Linked DNA regions of Mus musculus: region 2 is linked to region 1. A link is a contact called in public Hi-C data. All regions are on one chromosome and are shown on one strand. The core of a region is the stretch at or near the end of the contact, and the rest is flanking DNA. Distances in the headings are between cores, read along the strand shown. Region 1 holds the start of Tbck (TBC1 domain containing kinase). Region 2 holds the start of Zranb2 (zinc finger, RAN-binding domain containing 2).

The links. A called contact is a pair of places that touch in the nucleus more often than the background predicts.
Region 2: a Hi-C map of CD4 T cells shows a contact between it and region 1, with 7 times the contacts expected there. The contact joins the promoter of Zranb2 here to the promoter of Tbck in region 1. A contact is called at or near these places in 1 of 39 promoter capture datasets (pre-B cells) and 1 of 484 Hi-C or Micro-C datasets (CD4 T cells).

Annotation. Positions count from the first base shown.
Region 1 is chr3:132,682,281-132,685,933 of GRCm38.p6, reverse strand. It overlaps Tbck (TBC1 domain containing kinase), which reads right to left and starts at 1,790. Exons shown (of 26, transcript NM_001163455.2): 1 at 1,540-1,790. Aimp1 (aminoacyl tRNA synthetase complex-interacting multifunctional protein 1) reads left to right here and starts at 2,055. Exons shown (of 7, transcript NM_007926.2): 1 at 2,055-2,141. The coding sequence starts at 2,140.
Region 2 is chr3:157,532,186-157,535,776 of GRCm38.p6, reverse strand. It overlaps Zranb2 (zinc finger, RAN-binding domain containing 2), which reads right to left and starts at 1,612. Exons shown (of 10, transcript NM_017381.3): 1 at 1,303-1,612. The coding sequence starts at 1,358. 4930592C13Rik (RIKEN cDNA 4930592C13 gene) reads left to right here and starts at 1,687. Exons shown (of 2, transcript NR_152231.1): 1 at 1,687-1,767.

The sequences.
Region 1 (3,653 bases), core at 541-3,040:
CACTGAAAAGTAATTATAAATCCCTACTACCATGAACATTTGTTTTTCTGCACATAGATTAAACAACACACTTAGGAACTATGACTAATTTTGACAATGTATAAGTAAAAGTCCTGCTAAGGAAAAAATGCAGGTGTCCCTAGACTACACTAGGAATTAATGATAGCACTATTTGCTAGACTTCATCAGCTAATTAGTCATAACTTTTTGTTTAAAGATACTACTTGCTTTCAAAACATAAAAAGCCAAGTACTAATAGCCATATGCATTTGATGACTGACCAGGAGAGAAACCCTAGACTGCCTCAATCTGGTTTGACAATTGAAATTAATGTGTGCTCTTTATAATAAAAAGGATATACACATTAGTTCCACCACAGATCGGTTATGCCCATCCTGTTTTTACGAAAAGTTTTGATGCAAACCACTTCATATCCAATGCACACCTCAGACTTGCTCTACAAGAAGCCTGTAGAGCACAAGGCTCCTCTGTTCATTGGGAGCCAAATAAAGTCTCCCATAGGCTTTCAGAATTAATGGACCTGAAAACTTGGTAACACAGGCGAATTTGTTTTCTTGGTGATAAATGGAGAGAGCCAGTGCTATTCTCATCATAATAGAGGAGTCAAAACACATACTCAAAAGTTCATGTGAAAATAGTTATGACCACTATTCTGAATCTTGTCGATACTGTGAGCTAGCTTAAGTCTACTTGAATCTTAACTTCTTATTCAATGAGTAGATGCAAAATTACAGAAAGTTATATCTACATAGCAGGCTTGAAGTCATAGGAAAGGTGAGACATAACCTCAGCATTTTAATATTTAACTTTTACAATGATATATTAGATTTTCCGTTATAGACATTAAATAACATACAACTGAAAAATCAGACAAGTGTTTATGACTCAAAAAGATAAACCACAAGCAAGAAAACAAATTTCAGTATCAGTCTATCTCTCTGGTGTGCATGAAGCTCACGAACAAAAAATTGACACACACACACACACACAGGTGCTCACACTTGGTAACTAGAAGAGAGTGAAAAATGAAAACGATGAAGTCAGAGATTACAAGAGAAAGCCATGTAGGCAGGTAGTTGGCTTGGAAAATTTACTCAGGGAATACTTTGAAACTTCTACGTTAAGTCTGACGTTTCTGTAGCCAGAACACTGAAAACCACAAACATGGCCTGCACCTATAATGAACAAGACACAATGTAAACTCTTAAAGAGATTGGAGATGACTCACGTGAGTCGAAAATGTAGAAGAAGAAGAGGAGGAGGAGGAGAAAAGGGGGGAAAAAAGAGGGGTAGTGGGGAGACGTGGATTTTATCCAGAGTAAAATCGTATTTGCATTTCTAAGACTCGGTGAACTTGGGCTTCAGGGAGAAGGAAGTTTGGAGACAAACACAACAGCAAGCAGCTCCACAGATTGGTTCTATGGGTTCCTGCAGAATGGCCGGGTCACTCACAGTACCTGATTGTCCCACAAGTCCCACCCACTAACGCCAGGCAAGCGGCGACACCAGAATACCTGCCTGAATCTGGGGACGCAGAGATTGGGGGGTTGAGCTCCTAAGCGCGGAAGCTATGCCTGGCAGTGCTTAGTGGGCCGTGTCCTGCATTTCAGGCGCGTCTACAAGAGGCCGCCTAGGGAAGGTGACAGCCGGAGCGACACGCCTCCGTCCGCGCGGGCCTCCCGGGTCCCCGGCTCAGAACCCGAGGGTGAGCGCGCACCTCGCTCCACTGACAGCGCCCAGCACCCCCTCCCCCGCCGCCGCCTCGGGTCGGCCACTGCTCATGACGTCACATCGCCGAGACGCAACCCCGGGGGAAGACCCCAAAACTTCCGGCCGCCTGTCCCTTGCCCAGACAGACAGCCAAATGTAGCGAGTGAGAAAGAAGTGAGGGAAGATCGGAGGGAGGGAGGAAGGAAATGGGAGATGGGAGCTCAGTGTGGTACAGGGAGAGAGCTGGCGCAGGCAGCGGACGGCCGATGAGCGGTGAAACTGTGAAACGCTCAGGCATTTATCAGGGACAGCCTCCTGGGTCCTTTCTCGCTGCCGGGGACTGCGGGAGGCTGGCCCTTCCTTCTCCCGGCTGAGGCTGCTCAAGAGCTGCGGTTGGGTCACCGCTTCATGTGAGTGTCCCGATCCAGAGTTCTTCCCTTTCTCACCCGGGAAAAAGAACCTGACCTTCTGTGTAGTAGTGGGAAGCGCGGTCAAAACCTCCACCCACGTGCCCCCTTTTGATTCAACTTAGTTTGGGCAATGAATACGTGGCCGAGGGAGAGCATGCTACTGGAGGCAGGGGGTGAATGCATTACCTTGTTTCCTTTTAAGTGAGAGTGCAAAGGATTTCCAGTGTTTGTACGTGAGGACGGGTTGAAGAAGGAGATTCCTTGATTTCAACAGATATTAGAAACACCAGCTACCACTATACTCCCGGCAACAGTTTAGTTATTGGGTAAAGATCCATAAACTAAGTAGAAATGACTGTCAACGAAACGGACAAAAATCCCAGTCGTTGCCTCTCGGCTAGGGCTTATTGTTGAAGTACAGCATTAAAAGTAAGGTGAACACTCTGTATTTTAATATTGATATGTTTTACTTATGGGTATGTGTTCATGCCCGAGTGAGTTTTTGTGCAAAACTTGTGTGGAGGTAAACGCGGAGGCTAGAAAGCATCAGACCCCTGGGACCTGGAGTTACCTGTGATTGTGTGCTCCTGTGTAAGTGCTGGGCCCTGAGCTTGGGTTCCCTGCAACAAGCACTAAACGCTTTTTAGTGTTGGCATTTTATACTTAAATATTTTAGATTATAAGTACTGCACAGAAAAGGTATTAAGCCATAAAAAAAAAAAGGTAGATTATTTGACATGGTTGCCAGAGAAGGTTCTCAAGGAAAAGATGGCTTTCTAGGAAGGAGGTGACACAAATAGAATTAACAATAGAGAAAACCTTCAAGAAGTACAGTCAGTCATAAGGCCAAGCCATTGCGAAGGCCATGCAACAGAAACTTACCAAAGTATGAAGGGGTCTGACCAATGCCTGTGGGCTCAGAACTGAGAGAGGGGATTCATGATGCAGACAGAGAGTGTGGGCTAATCAGGGGGAGTGAAAGCCATAGAAGGTTTTCCAAGGCCAAGTAATGTTACCCAGCTTCGTTTTAAGAGGGTTACTCCATAGCCCTCTTAGACTGGGGGCAGAAGTGAGAAAGGAGATCAGTTAGGAGGCTTTTGTTTTACCTCAAAGGGAACATAACAGTGTCTTCAATAAAGGTCCTAAGTGTCCAGTCAGGTCTTGAGTGTGTTTCCCAAATAATGAAAGCATTTAGGCTTTGGGAAACATTTTGAGTGAATTGTGTGAATTTCAGAATGACAAACATAAGTTAAAATCATGGTTTTGCCGTATAATAATTGGATGAATCCAGACAATACATATACTTTCTCCTGGTGTATAAAATGATATCTTACATGGTGGAGAGTAAATGTCAATGTCAAATGTCCATTAGTTATTGTTCTTATTTGCATTCTTGAATTGGAAGTAGGCGTGATGGTGTGGTTGAAGTGATTGGTTAACTTATTTTAAAAATGAAATGATAAAAGATTGTTCACTGTGATAACAGGAGGCCTAGCCAAGCCTTTTGCATTT
Region 2 (3,591 bases), core at 363-2,862, about 25 Mb before region 1:
TTGATGAAACATTCTTTGAGAGGTAGGAAGTGCGATGATAAGGAAAAGACTGATATATTAACTAAAGACAGAATTAAATTGTAAAGAAATTTGAGTATTATAGTATTTATCAAATCTAAAACTAAAGAACAGAAAACAAAACCACAACCAACAGAAAAAAGTGTAACCTTATGACATTAACTAGTTAAGTTTTCACACACTTGCACTACTTTAGTATTTGTTAAAGCAGTTAGATACTCCAATTTAAAGCTTAAATAAGTAACGACAAAGAATCCACCACCCTATTAAAAAACAATGAATGAGATAAAATAGTGAAAGGAAGTGTAACACTAAACTGAATGGCTCCAGACAACTTTAAGGTCCCTTTTTCTGTTAAAAAAAAATACACACGTTCCAAGTAAAACTGAAAATATATTCTGAAAACTGTCTCCTTGATTTACATATTCAGTACAAATAACATTTAGTTTCTGCCGAGTTTAGGTGTACAGGACTTTGAATGAAGGGTCCTCCCAAAATATACATGGGTGCTTTCAGTAAGAACACAAGAGCACAGTTTTCTACGAGTCACACAGAAGGCAGAGAGGCTGGTGTCTTAATCTCTGAAGGGTTCCAAAGTGTCACACAGTTCCTGCAGTGACAGTCCAAGAGGATCTCGGTTCTAGTCTGCTGACTTGGTATGCTTAGCCTGATATCAGTCTGATACCAACCAAGTGGATCTGAGTGACATCATTTCCTTGCTCTCCACACACTGCCCATGTTATTTCGGTGTTAACTGTAGTCGAGCAATGTATTTTCTAGCAAAGGTACTTCAGGCTAGACGCTCTGCAGTAGACAGAAGAGTAAACCCGGGTTTCCTTCAGCTCTGACTCTGGCTTTCCAAGAACACGAGCTGGTACATCACTTTTCTTTAAAAATAGGGACACCTATTCAGAACGATCTCTGTGGCCATAAGCGGAGCACACCGGCTTCCCGGCCACGTACGTGCCCAGGCCTCCTGCCTCTCGGCAGGAGGATGAGAAAAGCCAAGTCACTGGGGACGGATCGCAGGCCCGAAAGCACGGCGGCCGCAGGGAGGGAGCGAGGGACGGAGGGAGGGAGGGACAGCGAGCGGCCCCGGCAGAGCTCGGAGCAGGGCCACTGAACCGTGAGCTCAGCTCCGCGCGGGGTCACGTGCGGGCCGCCCGCGACCGCTCAAGGCCGGCAGCGACCGCCCCGCCGTCCCCACAAAGGCCGCGACCCCGTCGCCGCCCTCACAGGGACCTCCCGGCCACCCCAGGTCCCACGGTATCCCGCCACGCTCACTTCTTGTCAGGGCAGATCCAGTCCCCGTCACTGACTCGGAAATTCTTGGTCGACATCTTGGACGCCAGCAGCAGTGCCGCCCGCAGCGACGTCCCCACCGGAGCCGCGGGGGCCTCGCGCCGGGCTGTCCTCGCGCCGCCGGACCCGCCCTTCCCTGGGGTGGGGGAGAACTCACACCGCCGGACCGCGAGCCTGGAGCAGCGGTGCGGAGACGACGCCCAGGAGCCAGCAGCCCGTCCTGAGGCTCTGCTTCGCTTCGGCCTTACCGAGCTCCTGAGCAGGCGTTGTGAGGACAGCCCGGCCCGGCGGCCATCGCAGCCGAGTTCTCCGCAGGCCGAAGGACCCTAGAGAAAGGCGCTTCCGTTTCCGGGGCGGGGCTAGGGCGCAGAGGCGGAAGTGACTCGGCGCGGCTCGATAGCCCACGGGCTTGCGCGTTGCCTAGGGTTTACTGGGGCGAGCAATAAGGTGGGAGGCTCGAGTCTTTGGAGAAGATACTTTATTTTTATTTTTGGACAGAGACTGAGGATTAAACCAGGTTGCCCCGGACATTACTGTTTCATACATACCACTTGGAACCTCTGTCAGGCTTCTGTAGGCCACGTCAAAAAGATAAACTTTTTTTCCTGTGAGAACATAGGGTCTCACTTTTAGCTCCACCTGGCTTGTGTAGTTAGGCTGCTTAGTATTTGGATGGAAAAGTCATATTAATGAAGGGAGATATCTCTCCTTCTTGGGCTGTTGCTTAAAAACTTAGCTTTAAAAATATTTAATATGTGTGAGAGATAAGCCCTGTACACAGAGGAGCCACCCCAAGGTTTTAGAAATAGGAAATAGTATTGATACAATTCTGACCCCAACTCACTACCTTTCCCCAGATTTAACACTGGCCCTTTGGGTTTATTCTCGTTCTTTATAAAAGATTTAGTTCATATACTGTATGCTTATTTTTTAAAGTGAGAAATGGTACAATTTACTGTGACAGAGGGTTGCTTTTAGTTCCGCGTAGTTTCTGAGTTTGCAGTTAGTTGCATGTAGCTCACTTTTATTTCAGTCATGCATATTCACAATTCTTTCTTGTGACAGTTAAGCCCCAAACCCTGCACTTTGTCACAACGTGCATTCAAGTATTCTTTTTAAAAGATTATTTATTTTATTTATAGGAGTACACTGTAGCTGTCTTCAGACACACCAGAAGAGAGCATCCGATCCCATTACAGATGGTTGTAAGCCACCATGTGGTTGCTGAGAACTGAACTCAGGACCTCTGGAAGAGCAATCACTGCTCTTAACCACTGAGCCATCTCTCTAGCTCCCCCCTCCCCCATGCAAATATTCTTGCAAATATTCTTACAGTTAACACCCAAATCTATGTTTTGGCATTGTTGATCAACTCTCGTGAACATTTGTGCACACGGGTTCTGGCATTTATATTTCTCGCATATAGCTCTTATCCAGGAGAAAAAAAAATCATTAAACTGCTTTGGTTTTAATGTCTAACACTTTTGATACTTATATTCATCTTGATCATCTCACTTGAAAGCTCTTGGATGTATTTTATTCTGATAATTGTCCACACCTTCCCAGTTATTTCATATTGTATAATCACTGATTTTTTCCTGGATTTTTATCTTGGGTAATGTGGAATTTTTATTTTCTTTTAGCAAGCAATCCTGGGGTTGGCATCACAGGCTCAGTCTTGCGTGTGAGTAATGGTTCTATATCAGTTGGCACCGCTGAGTATTAGCTGTGCTTTTATGTGTGTGGGTGTTTTGTCTACATGTATGTCTGTGCACCATATGTATGCTGGGTGCCCTCAGAGGCCAGGAGAAGGTGTGGATCCCCTGGAACTAGAGTTACAGATGGTTGTGAAATCAGCATGTGGGTGCTGGGAGTCAAACTCTGGACCTCTGGAAAAGCAGTCAGTGCTCTTAACCACTGAGCCAACTCTCCATCCCCTGCTATCTTGATCTTGCTATCTGTCCTTCACACAAACACGTGAATTGTTTTGGTATCTTAGCAGTACTTTTAATTGTAGTTCATTACATGAATCATATCCATCCTGCTTTGCTTGGTTGATACTTGAGCACAGAACTTGTATGGGTTCAGACTAGATTTGGAGGACATACCTCTCTGTCCATCTCTTTCTTAGATTCCTCTCACGTAGTCTGTCTTTCAGTGTTCCCTTTTCTTGGCCCTTTTGTGAGAAATACGAGGTTTCCCTTGGATTTTTAGCAGCTTGTCATAGCTAAAGCATTTGACTAGGGCCCTAACACAGGGTGAAGTGATGAG